2 separate regions of the Ovis aries genome follow, and region 2 is linked to region 1. Evidence: chromatin contacts called from public Hi-C data. All regions are on one chromosome and are shown on one strand. The core of a region is the stretch at or near the end of the contact, and the rest is flanking DNA. Distances in the headings are between cores, read along the strand shown. Region 1 has its middle 150 kb from the start of NOCT. Region 2 has its middle 350 kb from the start of NOCT.

The links. A called contact is a pair of places that touch in the nucleus more often than the background predicts.
Region 2: a Hi-C map of liver shows a contact between it and region 1, with 4 times the contacts expected there. The contact joins two enhancer-like sites. A contact is called at or near these places in 2 of 16 Hi-C or Micro-C datasets (hypothalamus and liver).

Annotation. Positions count from the first base shown.
Region 1 is chr17:18,803,843-18,808,019 of ARS-UI_Ramb_v3.0, reverse strand. No RefSeq gene overlaps it. Among named protein-coding and RNA genes, the nearest start is that of NOCT, 150 kb to the right of the region's middle. Within about 2 kb of position 1,824, at least 1 of the 54 cell types and tissues checked has an H3K27ac peak or open chromatin away from gene starts, as enhancers often do. A contact at or near this core is called in liver, where this site is marked.
Region 2 is chr17:18,996,891-19,001,067 of ARS-UI_Ramb_v3.0, reverse strand. No RefSeq gene overlaps it. Among named protein-coding and RNA genes, the nearest start is that of NOCT, 350 kb to the right of the region's middle. Within about 2 kb of position 1,942, at least 4 of the 54 cell types and tissues checked have an H3K27ac peak or open chromatin away from gene starts, as enhancers often do. A contact at or near this core is called in liver, where this site is marked.

The DNA.
Region 1 (4,177 bases), core at 575-3,074:
AAACCTGAACTCAAATTTAGCTCAAGACATTCTTCCCATCAGCTTTCTATAGGGCAATTAAATGTCAATTAGTGCTCTGAAGACACCTTTCCCCCTCTGCAGGTAAACAAGCCAGTGTGCACATACACACACACCACACACACATACCACATACACATCACACACAAATCACACTACACACCACATACACACACAACCCACATGCCACACACACCACATACATAACACACACACAGAGTTGTGCTCAATCTCTCAATCGTGTCTGACTCTTTGTGACCCCATGACTGTAACCCACCAGACTCCTCTGTCCATGGGATTTTCCAGGCAAGAATACTGGAATGGGGTTGCCATTTCCTTCTCCAGGGGATCTTCCCAACCAAGGGATTGAACCAGCTTCTCCTGCTTGGCAGGCAGATTCTTTACCACTAAGCCACCTGGGTGGAGAAGGCACACACACACACACACACACACACACACACACACACAGCACACACATATCTCTCTCTCTCACACACATACACACACACCTCATGTAGTCCCTCTCCCTTCCATTTGCACAACCAGGCTGCAATATTATGCCTGGAATACGCACCCTTCCACCCCTCTCATTGCCTTAGCTATTAAATGTTGACTGAAATTCTCCTGGCTTCTGAAAGCAGCAGCACTGTTTGGCAGTCACTTGATGTGCTCTTGTTTGCCCTCACTCCATGTGAATCAGGCAACAGAGTTGAGGGCAATTAGTATTCACCCCACAGTCACAGCCCACGACTCACCATTGCCCACTGCCTCTGATACAAGATTGGAAATTAACTGCCCCCTACCAAAGATTATCACTCACTAATAACCCGGGGCTTTAAACATTGTCTCCAGAATGTACACTTTCATACTGGAAAGGGCTTTTTACTGTTTCCTGGTAGTGGCTGTAACAAGAGTCCATCAGTCTCCATAGACGGGCAGATAATGATGATGCTAACAAGTGACATCTGCACAGAATTTTATGGTTGACAGAGATCTCTTCACACTTGGTTTTCACTTGTTGCTGTTCACTCAGTTGGGTCCAACTCTTTGTGACCCCATGGACTGCAGCAGGCCAGGCTTCTCTGTCCTTCACTGTCTCCCAGAATTTGCTCAAACTCATGGCCATTGAGTGGATGATACCATCCAACCATGACATCCTCTATCACCCCCTTCTCCTCCTGCCTTCAATCCTTCCCAGCCTTAGGGTCTTTTCCAGTGAGTCAGCTCTTCACATCAGGTGGCCAAAGTATTGGAGCTGCAGCTTCAGAATCAGTCCTAAATGCTAAAGGTTTTCACTTACAGAATCTCGTTCAGTCCCTGAGAAATGAGATAGTAGAATAAGACCCCTTCTGCCTCCATTTCAACTGAGATGCCAAAAAAAAAAAAAGGGTACCTGATATGAAGATCCTTGGGACAGACCTCTCTCAGCAAATTCACAGGATGTCCCCAGCACCTCTTATACAACTCCTGATCCCTGGTTACTATAAGGATGTGAAGAGGGTAGGGAGGAGCAAGAGTTTTCTAACAGATTACAGATTGAGATGAGAATACCTATACAGCCTATCTTCTGAGACAGCCACACTGCTGCAAATCCTGTGCCCCTTCACCAAACCCCTGTGGACTAGGGGCGGTGCTGCCCCAGAGCAGAAGGGGACTCCGCGGACCAGCAGAAAAGCCTTCCCTCTGTCCTTGCCTTCTGACCAAAATAAGTAACTCTCAGAAGAAAGAGTGGCTTAAGTACCATCTGCCCTGCATTCAGCTTGCTTCCTGAATGTGAAGGCCATCGGAAGGTCAGAAGGTCGAAGGGAAGTGAGCTCTGCAGGAGGAAGAACCAGTAGCCAGCTCCGCCCCCTCCCCGCTGGGTCTCTGGCGGGAGGAGGAGCCAGGAGCCAGCTGCGCCCCTCCCCCGTGGGGGGGGGTGGTCTCCGGCGGGAGGAGGAGCCAGGAGCCAGATCCGCCCCCTTCCCGCTGGGTCTCTGGCCTCAGCAGCTGGGGAGGAGGAAGGAGTTCTGGTTTTGCTGTGTTCGCATCCCAGCTTCCAGGGCTCAGCTGTTGGGAGGCACATGGTACGTCCCCCAGCCTTGCCTTGCAGTTCCACATCACTGAATGGGTATGGATGCAGCCCAAGGAGACAGAACTGTTCCTTATTTGAAGGACAGGACCGTGATTTACCTTATCTTGGAAGGGAAAGATAAAACCTCTGTGTGGAGAAGAAGAGCAGGGAAGAAAAGGGGATGGAAGGATGGGGAGGGAGGTAAGAAGTCTTCTGGAGTATCAGAGAGAAACCCAAAGCCTAGAACATACCCATCTGCTTCCTTATATTGTTCTATTTCCTTTAAATGTTCTTGTTTGGTCATACCATGTGGCATGCAGGATCTTAGTTCCTGGACCAAGGATCGAACCTATTCCCCTTGGGGTGGAAGTGGCGTCTTAACCGCTGGACCCCACCAGGGAAGTCCTGTATTGTTCTATTTCTGAAAATGAAGTTTGACCACAAAACACATTAGTGGGGGAAGAAACACTTCTCTCACTTCATTAAGAGTTTCCACTTTCTCTCAGAGTCAAAATGAACATGTGCCGTGGATATCCCCTTCCTAAGTGAACAACGCAAAGAAATAGAGGAAAACAATAGAATGGGAAAAACTAGAGATCTCTTCAAGAAAATTAGAGATACCAAGGGGACATTTCATGCAAAGATAGATGGGCACAATAGAGGACAGAAACAATATGGACCTGACGGAAGCAGAAGATATTAAGAAGAGGCGGCAAGAACACACAGAAGAACTGTACGAAAAAGATCTTCATGTCCCAGTAACCACAATGGTGTGATCACTCACCTAGAGCTGGCTGGAATGCGAAGTCAGGTGGGCCTTAGGAAGCATCACTACAAACAAAGCTAGTGGAGGTGATGGAATTCCAGTTGAGCTATGTCAAATCCTAAACGTTGATGCTGTGAAAGTGCTGCACTCATTATGTCAGCATATTTGGAAAACTCAGCAGTGGCCACAGGACTGGAAAAGGTCAGTTTTCATTCCAGTCCCAAAGAAAGACAATGCAAAAGAATGTTCAAACTACCACACAATTGCACTCATTTCACATGCCAGCAAAGTACTGCTCAAAATTTTCCAAGCCAGGCTTCAACAGTACATGAACTGAGAACTTCCAGATGTTCAAGCTGGATTTAGAAGAGGCAGAGCAACCTGAGATCAAATTGCCACCATCTGTTGGATCATAGAAAAAGCAAAAGAATTCCAGAAAAACATCTGCTTCATTGACTACACCAAAGACTTTGACTGTGTGGATCACAACAAAATGTGGGAAATTTTAGAGATGGGAATACCAGACCACCTTACCTGCTTCCTGCAAAATCTGTAGGCAGGTGAAAAAGCAACGGTTAAAACCAGACATGGAACAATGGACTGGTTCCAAATTGGGAAAGGAGTACATCAAGGCTGTATATTGTCACCCTGCTTATTTAACTTACGTGCAGAGTACATCATGTGAAATGCCAGGCTGGAGCAAGCACAAGCTGGAATCAAAATTGCCAGGAGAAATATCAATAACCTCAGATATGCAGATGACACCACCCTTATGGCAGAAAGCAAAGAGGAACTAAAGAGCCTCTTCATGAAAATGAAAGAGGAGAGTGAAAAAACTAGCTTAAAACTCAACATTCAAAAAAGAAGATCATGTCATCCAGTCCTATCACTTCATGGCAAACAGATGAGGAAACAATGGAAACAGTGACAGACTTTATTTTCTTGGGCTCCAAAATCACTGCAAATGGTGACTGCAGCCATGAAATTAAAAGACGCTTCCTCCTTAGAAGAAAAGCTATGGCCAACCTAGACAACGTGTTAAAAAGCAGAAATGTTACTTTGCCAACAAAGGTCTGTGTAGTCAAAGCTATGCTTTTTCCAGGAGTCGTGTATGGATGTGAGAGTTGTACCATAGAGAAAGCTGAGTGCCAAATAATTGATGCTTTTGAACTTTGGTGTTGGAGAAGACTCTTGAGAGTCCCCTGAACTGCAAGGAGATCAAACCAGTCAATCCTGAAAGAACTCAATCTTAAAGGAAATCAACCCTGAATATCCATTGGAAGGACTGGTGCTGAAGCTGAAGCTCCAATTCTTTGGCCACCTGATGCTAAGAGCCAACA
Region 2 (4,177 bases), core at 693-3,192, 190 kb before region 1:
AGGCATCCGCAACCCTTGGCCTGTGGTCCCCGGCCAGCAACCGCATCACTGTGAGCTCTGCTTCTCGGCTTCTGACTCTCCTGTCTTCCTCTTTGGCTTAAAAAAAGATCCTTGTGATTGCTCTGGGCCCTCTAAGATTATCCAGGATAAAGTTTCCCATCTGAGGATCCTTAATTTGATGACATCTACAAAGTCCCCTTCGCCATGTAAAATACCATGTTCACTGGTTCTGGGGATTAGACGTGGATGCGGGCAGGAGGGGGCAGTGCTCTTCCACTGTCTAACACAGTCTTCTGGGAATTTGGGGATGGTCCAATCAGAATGGAGAGTGGGTGTCTGCCAGAGGACACTCTCATTATCAAAGTCCGCAAGCCATCTTTGTTGTCTCTGCTCATTCTGCTTGCTACTTATTTCCACTTCTGCATTTCCCGGTTAACGATTCTCTCCTGTTTCATCTCTCCCTGTCTTTAGCGATAACATAGTTCAGGATACGACATAACGCTCATTCCAAAGCGAGACAAGGGTGCTGCAACTGGCCTGCATGAAAGAAAAAAAATCTCAGAGTGCAAGTTTACTAACTTTGTGCAAAATGTCTTGGGAAACTCAGACAGCCAAATAGTGTCAATCAGCATTCCTGGCACATTTACTCATTAAATGCTATGTGAGTCGAGCAGGTCTTTATCGTTGTTGAAATAGCAAATCTGCGCATTTTGTGTGATTCAAAATATTTGTAATAGAATTGCTACTCAATATATAAGCATGGCATCAGTCTTCACATTCCAATTCTCTCTTGATGGTGAAGGAAAGCATTGTAGCCAGCAGTATAGCTCTGGGGAGTTTTGCCCATGATAATAGAGTATTTTGGAGAGTAAGGACGAAGGAGGGAGGAAGGCAATTGTAAAACTGAGATACAGGATATGGGGCTCTATTTACTAAGGGAAAAACAGTCAGAAATACACTGCAGTTGTTAGAGAAAATAAGAAAGTTTCTTGAAAATTAAATTCAGGGAAGATAATATTGAAAACAAGAGGAAATGAAAATTCTGATTTAAAGCAGATACTTTTAAGAAAAAGTGATGATGAACATTTTTTCAGATATCTTCTGTTTATTTCTTTTGTAAATGCACAAAATTTACAGTTTTTCCTTTTTCTATTATAGGGTTCATCATTTTTATTGATCATATACACTCTTGGTATATTAGGGTTATTACCATTTTCTTCCGAAATATGAATTGCAAGTATTTTCTATTTGTCAGTCCTATTTGTGGTAGGGACATTTTTCTATGCAGATGTTTTAAATTTGTAATCATTCAAACTACCAATTTTTTCCCTCATGCATTGTGAACTGATTATTAAGCCCAGAAAGGCCTTCTGGACAGATTATTAAAATTTCACCTACTAGTAATCAAAAATGCAAATAAAAATGAGGTTTAATTTTTTACCTATCAGATTCAGTCCTTTACTTCCTCAGAAATATGTCCGTCAAGTGTCCATTACGTGATAAGCATTACACGAAGAGCTGGAGATCCAGACATAAAGAAAACATTTTAACAAAAGTTCTATCACTGTGACATTTATATTCCACTGGGTCCAGATAAACAGTAAGATGAATACATAAGCTGCATACTACACTAGAGAAGTGCAATGAAATAAAACAAAGCTGGAAAAGGGGATGAAGGCTACTAAGGGTAGGACAGGTGGCATTTTAATATGATCATCAGAGAAGGTCTCCTGTAGGGAACAAAGTATAAGGAAGGTTGGGAAGTGTTTGCAAACAAGACTCTCAACCAGGGCTAGACATTCTTACAGACAAGATGTTCCGCCAAGAATCCTCTGTTTGACCCCGTGGAAAAAGAACATTTCTTGCATACAAGGATGTTCATCTGATTCCTCAAAAGGAACAGACCTGGGGACAAAATGGATTCTAAGCTGATAAGAAAGTTCTCAAAACAAAGTCTTAGCTGCAGTAAATAAGTTTTAAAAAGGTTATCTCGCCCCATGCCTGCGCACTGTATAGTCGCTGAATCACGGTGTTTGGCAACTTGCCTCGCTGATTGTTGTACAAAAAGATATAAAATAAAACAGCTGCAAAAAGCGGCAAAAAGATTCCAACCACTCTACAGTGTTGGTGTTTCATTCCATCGCTAGCAGTCTCCCAAGTGAGCCAGGCTGGTGAGCCAGGCAGAACTCTGGACTGGAGTGAAGAAATCCTGAGGCAGGAGCTGCTTGATCTGCAAGCGACGAGGCCACTGTGGCCAGAGAGGGCGAAAACAAGGGTAAGAGTGGACAGGTGGCAGGGCGAGCCTCACCCAGCCCCTGTGGGACACTGCAAGGATTCAGGCTTTTACTCAGAATGAGATGGGATGGCGTTGCAGGGTCTGGACTAGGGTGATGTCATAACTTCTTGTAACCACTCCAGCTTCCACACAAATACTAGAGTCTCCTGGAAGTAAGACAACCTGCCGGGGCTATTGCACAAATCCAGATGAGAGACGATAGTGATAGCGTGTGATAGCAATGGAGGCCCATGTGATAGCAAGGACCTGGACGTCTGAGCAATGAGGCAAAGGAGGCATCAAGGTTTTTGGCAATGGAAAGGATGAAGTAACTTAACTGTGATGGGAAAGCTGCGAATGAAGCAGGCTTAGATATTAATGTGTGTGTGTGTGTATTAGTGGCTCACTTGTGTCCAACTCTGCGACGCTACGGACTGTAGCCCACCAGGCTCCTCTGCCCATGGAATTTTGCAGGCAAGAATACTGGAGTGGGTTGCCATTCTCTTCTCCAGGGGATCTTCCCAACTCAGAGATTGAACCCAGGTTTCCCACATTTGCCAGCAGATTCTTTACCATCTGAGCTAATATTAATAGTAAGAATCTAAGTGGGATGTAAAATAGTCAGCTCTATGTATGAAGTACATTCCCATGGTCTCTTCCATCTCTGAAATGGAGGTAGAACCACCAGCATGGAGTGGAATTTAAAGCCATGAGGCTGAGTGAGATTACCAAAAGATGAACAAAGATTAAGAATATTGACAATACCGAATATTGACAGATTCCTAAGAAAACACACATTCTCATATGCTCTCCATCTAAATCAAGATAAACCATTCTGGAAAGCAGTTAGCAACATGTACCAAAATTTAAACATGCATATCTTTTTAATTGAAGTATAGTTGGTTTACAATGTAGTGTTGGTTTCTGCTAAACAACAAAGTGATTCAGTTATATATCTGTTGTTTAGTCACTAAGTCACGTCAGACTCTTTTGCAATCCCATGGAGCTCCCATGGAGCTCGGCAGGCTCCTCTATCCACGGGATCTTCAGGCAAGAATACTAGAATGGATTGTTATTTCCTTCTCCAGGGAATCTTCTTGACCCAGCGATCAAACCTATGTCTCCAGCATCGGCAGGCAGATTCTTTACCACTGAGCCACCTGGGAAGCCCTCAGTTTTATGTTTGTGCTTGTGTGTGTGTATGTATATACATACATATAGATATAGTTTTATCTGTTTATGTATATATAAAACTATATGCATATATATACTTAAACAGATAAAACTATATCTGTATGTATATACATACACACATACAAACATATATATATAAAAACATATATATATGAAAATCTATATACATTCTTTTTCAGACTATTTTCCATTATAGGTTATTACAAGGTATTAAATACAGTTCCCTGTACCATACAGTAAGAACTTGTTGTTTGTCAATTTTACATATACCAGTTTACATCTAAATATGCATACCTTTGACCCATCAATTCCAGTTTTTAGGAGTTCATTTTAAGGAAGAAACCAAACAGGTAAGTAAAAGTAAGGATGCTCCAACCTAAATGTCCAAACAACAGGGAATTCATTATTGTGGCACACACATGATTAATACTCTACAGAAAAACAGAAAATATAAAGATTTATATTTATACACGTGAGCTATCATACCCATAATTACTAAGTATAGACTACTTTAGTGAATTTAGTATAGTACAGATATGCATGGGAAGGTCCTTTATAGTTTAGGCTACACCCTAGGAGGAGACTGTTATTCTAATCAGGAATACACACCCTGATGTCAGCTAGCATCTTATCAGAAAGGCCACACTCCAGAGGCGATTACTAAAAGCCCTTCTGTAATCCATGTCTCTAATGAACAAGAAATGGTTC